2 separate regions of the Mus musculus genome follow, and region 2 is linked to region 1. A link is a contact called in public promoter capture Hi-C data. All regions are on one chromosome and are shown on one strand. The core of a region is the stretch at or near the end of the contact, and the rest is flanking DNA. Distances in the headings are between cores, read along the strand shown. Region 1 holds the start of Gnpnat1 (glucosamine-phosphate N-acetyltransferase 1). Region 2 holds the start of Bmp4 (bone morphogenetic protein 4).

The links. Promoter capture Hi-C pulls out the DNA fragments that hold promoters and counts their contacts.
Region 2: a promoter capture Hi-C map of embryonic stem cells shows a contact between it and region 1, with 3 times the contacts expected there. The contact joins the promoter of Bmp4 here to the promoter of Gnpnat1 in region 1. A contact is called at or near these places in 1 of 39 promoter capture datasets (embryonic stem cells) and 1 of 484 Hi-C or Micro-C datasets (embryonic stem cells).

What each region holds. Positions count from the first base shown.
Region 1 is chr14:45,387,527-45,390,812 of GRCm38.p6, forward strand. Gnpnat1 (glucosamine-phosphate N-acetyltransferase 1) reads right to left here and starts at 1,270. Exons shown (of 6, transcript NM_019425.2): 1 at 1,222-1,270.
Region 2 is chr14:46,389,037-46,392,479 of GRCm38.p6, forward strand. It overlaps Bmp4 (bone morphogenetic protein 4), which reads right to left and starts at 1,633. Exons shown (of 4, transcript NM_007554.3): 1 at 1,268-1,633. Gm15222 (predicted gene 15222) reads left to right here. Exons shown (of 1, transcript NR_166856.1): 1 at 1-246. RefSeq lists promoters at 1-1,265, 1,316-3,443, 1,316-2,722.

The DNA of each region.
Region 1 (3,286 bases), core at 20-2,519:
GAAGCCTTCATTCTGTAGCACTTAAAGGTCACCACCTAACTTCCTCTCTAAGTTTGGTTGTAAACTCTAACTAAAAGCCCCTCCCCCTCTACCCAGTAGGGTTTAACTTCTAAATTAGCATTTGTTTACAATGCTTGAGTATTGCCTAAGCCCTAGTCCAGTGAACCTCTAGTCAATGAATAATGAATGACGTAAGGTATTATCTAGAAATCACATTTCAGAAAGTCATGTAGAAAAAAAGATTGCCACATGGCCACAAGTGAGAAGACAAAAGACATACACCCAACTTCAAGTTTGGTTTCCCAGCCTCTGAATGAGTCTGGATATAGATGGGGAGCGGCTGCTTCCTGAAAAACAGCGGAGCAACAAGTAGGAAGATTGAAGACCAGGATTCACACATTTCTAAACATGATCTGCAGCCAAATCAAACTCGCTGTGATAGGTTACAGGTAGACAGACAGATAAGTAGACAGCTCCGAGTATCTTCATGAAAGGTAGTATTTCATGAAGCAAGAAGTCTTTCCCGTTAGTGTACTTAATCTACACGATCTGATTAGCCCCAAGTCTAGTTGCACAGTTGGGAGCACCGAGTTTCCAAGACTAGCCCTAAGGTTAGTTAACACTCATCAACAAATGAGTGGCCTGGAATGAGGATCCTCTCATTTTCCCATAGAGCATTACTGCAGGAAAGTCAACAGATGACAATCTTTGCATCATGGAATCTGTTTGAATCATACAATTCCTACCTTAATGAATCCATTTCCTGAGACCTACTCTTGGATTAATTAATCCCAAACAAACCCCCATTTATTTTTTTACAGGAACAAATTTTATGCTTGCCTTACATAAACATTAGCTCTAACACATAATAGAAACCACACAGTTGGTGTTTCTAGAGGTTCAAGTTCTAGGTTCCCCCACCCCAGGTTTCATACAGTCTGCGCAGCTGGGGCTCTTCAGAGCCGGTGCTTGTCTTCAGCGGCTCTGACCGCTACACCCGTAAAAGGGAACCGAGGGTTCGCGCCCTTTCATAGGGACGGCGGCAGAAAAGGTGAGGACCGTCCCCCATTCCCACGCCACGGACACTCCTAGGCCCTCCAAGACCCTGCCCGGCCAGACTGCCGGGCATCAAGCTTTGCCGCCCGGCTCCCGGGCAGGGCGTCTCAGCCTCTGCGGTCCCAAGCCCGCCAGCCCTCGCGTCCCAGCCCCAGGCCGCCTCACCGCACTGGAGCGGACCACGCTCCAGTCCCGGCGCGTCAGTCTCCCTGCGGGTCAAAGCGCCGCCGCATCCGGATCCGGCTGCAGCTCCAGCCCCGCCCCCCGTGCGCCCCCACGCGCCGCAGCCGGAACCGCCAGGCCAAACGTGGCCGGACCAACGCCTCTGCCCTGCCCCGCCCTCACGCACCGCTGCGCACGCGGAGGCACGGCCACGCACACCACTCCTGGGCTCCGGAGGCGAGGCGGGGCGGGGCGGGGCGGGGCGTGGGGCAAAGACCAGGGGCAAAGCTTGCGTCATCAGTTTACCTTCCAGACTTGCCTTTCGCTCACTGCACGAGAGTACCACCGTCGCTCTCACACCTTATCTGAAAATAAAGCCATAGGAGTATAAGCAGCCTACCGCGATGACCGGTGTGGGTTCCTTTCATTCTCCGAGCCCTAAGGCTCCTACCCTGTCAGTCCCATCGTCCCCCTCCCTCACTTGCATGCAGTCCATTAACAGGACTGGTGATTACATCTCCTGATTGTCAAATGTCTGAGACAAGGCTGGGCTTCTGTCTTCTAGAAACTGAGCTGGAACCACTCACCCTTGAGCTCTCTTGAGCTTTCCACTGCAGCCCTTTGCTTCCTATGACACCCGGAACATTTCAGCTTACTCTGGGCAAGAAGTGGCTACGTTCTCCAGGCAGTGAAGAGTGGGGTAGAGGCCAGGGCCCTGAAAGCATCTTACAGTATACAGCAAATACTGTGCTTGTTCTGTAATCTCAGTCCTGGGAAGGTTCCTACCTCCAGTGTCTCTCTCTTAAGTGTCATTTAGTGTCATCTGACAAGTGAGGAAGCAGAGATTTGGAGATATACATACATACATACATACATTCACACACACACACACACAGCGAGTGTGTGTGTGTGTGTGTGTGTGTGTGTGTGTAGTACTTGGTGCATGCCTTTAATTCCAGCACTAGAGACCAGAGGCTTTGTGCATCTCTGTGAGTTCAAGACAGTTCTACACAATTAGATCAAATACAGCCCCGAATATGTAGAGAAATGCTGTCACTAGATAGATAGATAGATAGATAGATAGATAGATAGATAGATAGATAGGGGAGGAGGAAGAAATGTCTTGAATATACCAAGACGTATACCACTTCCATCTCTGAACTCATTAAAATATTTGTTTTTTTTAAAGATTTATTTATTATATGTAAGTACACTGTAGCTGTCCTCAGACACACCAGAAGAGGGAGTCAGTTCTTGTTACAGATGGTTGTGAGCCACCATGTGGTTGCTGGGATTTGAACTCTGGACCTTTGGAAGAGCAGTCGGGTGCTCTTACCCACTGAGCCATCCCGCCAGCCAAAATATTTGTTTTTTAATGTCTTACTACATTATTTTGCTTATTTTAAAACTTGCAGCATCAGAGAAATACAGAATAAAAAGTCATGTGTCCCCATGGCTTCGCCTGTAGAATTAACATTATGTTAACAGCTTGGTAGAAATGTCTTCGGATTATGTGAATTTCCTTTGCTGTGCTTCCATTTTACTTGTGGCTTTGAACATTTGTGACACAGCTTCCTAATCTTTGGTGGTATCTGGTACCTAATCTGACACTGTGACGGTCTAATAAAGCAATACAAATAAAACATTCAACATGTATCCTGGCCTGTAATATGTGCTTAAGATGCTAGTTTGTGTACATGTATGTGTGTGTAGAAGGAATAAACTACAGTATGGTGAAATGAGGAACATCTACCCAAATTCCAGTGCAACAAAACCTGTTAGTTAACTGCATGTCTTACTCAGAAATGGCAGCGTAATTACTCGATGCAATCTCATAGGGGCCCAGACCACCCTGTCACAAAAATACTATACTCTGAAATAAATCATATCTTTAATGAAAAGAGACTAGAAAATCACAGGTAGACCTTTACCGATTAACTCAGGCTGATGTTCCACTCACAATGACTGGCCAATTAGTAAACACAGCCTTGCCTAAAACTGCTAGCTAACTGGAACAGGGCATAGTTAGTGAGCACCGCTACGTCTTTTACAATCCCCTGTCTCTCCT
Region 2 (3,443 bases), core at 383-2,882, 1.0 Mb after region 1:
TTTAAGGGGGAAAGAGATGGCGATATGCTAGCGACTGGCGCACGCGGAGCGAGGGCACCGTGGAACCGCCGACGCTCAGGATCCCCGGACAATCCTGTGCCTTTGGCGGTGTGTGGAGCGCTCTCGACGTTAAAGCCCAGTAAATAGACGAAGGACTTGTTTCAATTTCAACTTCACAAGGATCCCTTTCTAATCACTCCTTTCTTCCCTGATTTTTTTTAATTAAAAAATACAGATCAAAGTAAATTTTCATCTCCTGGTATTTTTTTTTTTCTTAATGGGGTTGATACAGCTCCTGGAGGCAGTTACCCTTCACTTTCTCCCCAGAATCTTCTTCTAAAACCAAAATTTAATAGTAGCCTCGGTTTGCCAAATATGACCCTGCTAGTGATTCAACATCTCACAAAACCTTCAGTTCATAAACCAGGATACTAAAAAAACTATCAACCAAAGCCGTGGCGGGAAACCTTCTGAGTCCCCGGGGCCCAACTCCACTGCGTGTAAGGACCCCGCAATTCCCGAACCCTTTGGAGTATCGCAAGCTCCTCATTAGCCCTGCTGGCATGTCCGCACAGACACAGCATGGCAGAAGACCCGCACAGGTAGCCTTTCGGCATCCTGGCCACGGTCCGTCGAACCTTACACCCCTTCCCAGGGAGGGGAGAGTACCAGAAGGCAGAATGCATGGGTGCCCATGTCTAAGAAAATAGCTCCTGGAGATGGGAGCGAGTTCTGTACCTACAGTTCGCTAGCTCTCAGGGGCTGGGAGGGGGTGCGTTGGGGACAAGATTAGGTGACACCCCGCTCAAGGAAGCCTCTCTATCCCGGGTCGCGCTTTAGAGCAAAGCAGGACTACAGCCTCTTTTGCAAAGCTAGCTCTGGCTAGGTTCTCTCTCCTAATGAAGCAGTCCTCAGTCCCCCACTGGTGTTGAAACTTAGAGTTGACTCCCTCCTCTCCCACTCTTATAGTCTAAGTGGAAGCAAACCCACCAAACCCCACAGTTCTTCCCAATGACCTCTCTTCCAAGGCCTTCTCTCCTTCCCGCCTCTCCTGGCCCGCACCTCCCTAAAGTAGGTTGGATAGACGCAGTAACATATATGGAGGTGCCTTTTAGCCTCCATCATCCCACCTCCAACACTGTTGGAGAAGGAAGGAGGAATAGGCCAACTTTTGCCTCGGTTACAGCCTGAGCCCCATCCCCAGCTTCTACTACGGGTGCACCTCGAATCCTCAGAATAGCGCCCCTCTCCAGGTTGCCCTGCTCACCATTGGTTCCTGCAGAAGCGGGCTCGCCAGCAGCTGCTTCTGGGGACCTCTAGAAAGCTGCAATGAACCTGGTCGAGGGCCAGAGACTGGATCGCTGCAGGCTCCAAGACGGTTTAGACGAGAATCCCATCAGGGACGGAGACCAGATACTCAGGCTGGGTTGCAGCGCAGCGGCGTCTTAGGCTGGGGTCTCTCAGCTCGGATGCCGAACTCACCTAGCTTCCGGGCCAGGCCTCGCGCTCTTGCCTTCCCACCCTCCAGCACCACCCTCTCACATCTACTCCTTCCTTCTCTTTTCCCTCCCTCTCTTTCTTCCCTTCCTCCCCAGTCTTTCCCCCCAGCGGCCCCTCCCTTCTTCCCTCCTCCCTTAATCGCCTCCCCTTCTGGGGATGGGAGCCCCGCCCACATCCTCCCATCCAGCCACGGGGCCTCGCCTCGCCTGGCAAGGCCCGGGTCCGGAAGATTGCACAGCTCCCCAGCCCTCAGTTGCCACCTTGGCTGGGACCGATGCCTCCAGCTCGGGAAGCAGCCGGGGCTCACCTGGGGACCACGTGCAAGAGGTACTAGAAAGCATGCACCAACTAGTCTCTGTACCTTCCAAAAATACCCATGGGAGTCTGGGCTTCCCTGAGTTTAGAATAACTGCTGCCCAAACTGATGATTAAAACACTGAGTAATCACCATTTACCCCGAGTAATTAGAGATAATGAAACACCTCTAAAATCAGGTTATGGAGAAGGGAGCTGTTGGATTGGTTTAAAGGGTGGCCTTCCGTAAACTGTTAAAGGATTCCCAAACGTTGAAACAGGCTGTGAGCAGGGCTGTGTGCCCGAAGGAGATACCTCTTCAACTATTAGGAGGTGACTTTCCCCCCAAAAAAGTTTTTGTGAGATGTTTCTTGTGGACATTTGAGAATTGCACCAACCCCCCTTAAACTGGGTGCCCTCCATCGATCCCCCAGGTCTAACATTTCAAGTGCACAGAGGTAGTTTGCAGGCACTTGGCAGGCAAACAGGCCTAGGCCTTGTAAGACAATTAGAAAATCCTATTTATATCTCTGAAGCCTTCTTAACTGCCAGATGGTTATTTTGTTTGTTTGTTTGTTTGTTTGGGACCTTCCAGGAAGGTAACACAGTGCCTTTTAGGCCATGTAGAGAAAAAAACAAAGTGCCCTTTGGCCCCTTTTTAAAAGAAGGGAGATGAGGAATTGAGTCTTTCATAACAACAGTAAGAACAAGAGTTGGTAATCATGCTAGCTGGGAGGTGGAATGTGGCCGGCTTTTAAACCTTCCCAAACAGGAGCTAATTTCACACCCTGCCTCTGATGGAGCTGGGAAGGAACTATCAGCTTCATCTTTGTTTTTACAAACGAGGATGGGGAAGGTGAGCCAGGCTAAGAGTATTTGCCCAGAGCGCTGAAGGAAATCACAGCCTCTGCTAAAGGGAAAGCTGCAGGGAAGGGGTGAGGCCAGCAGCCCAGAGCTTCAGGTAGCTCTCAAAGGGCTGGAAGATAGCAATTTCCGGTTCTTGGTTTCTGGGGTGGGTGTTATACTCCCTTGTCACCACAAAGCAGTCTTGACCTAGGGCCGCTCATCTGACCTTTGTACTTACACACCTTCAGAATTTAAAAAAAAAAAAACAGGAACGAGTTCCTGTATTCTACTGGCCAGAGACAAAGGGTGAGAAGGAATGTCAGGTTGGAAGGAGTGTTAGAGGCTGAGCACAACATCCTGACCATCCCCAGCCTGGAGCACACTGTATGCCCCTGACTAAGTCCTTTCATTCCAATGGGTACCACCTCTCTCATCCAGAACAGAAAGATCAGCTCAGGTCTCCATGAGCCCTTTCTATTAGAAGACGATTGATTCCCTGCGTCACTGTCACTTTAGTGAAGTCACATTGGAAACATACCTTCTTTCATTTGAAATCGTTTCTAAGTACACCTTCTCTTTTAATCTCCGATTAATCAAGGTATGGCAATAACACCAGACCGAAAAGATGACTGAGAAACGTACCCACAGCTTCTAACACAGCCAAAATTACAATTAATTATTTAAAACAACAACACAAAATTAAAACTCCATTACATTACATTACTCTATTACATTACTCCTGGGGCATCAGGCTCTGTGCTCCCATAGCAGGTTGAAGGACGGATTCAGTGCTCACCAATGCC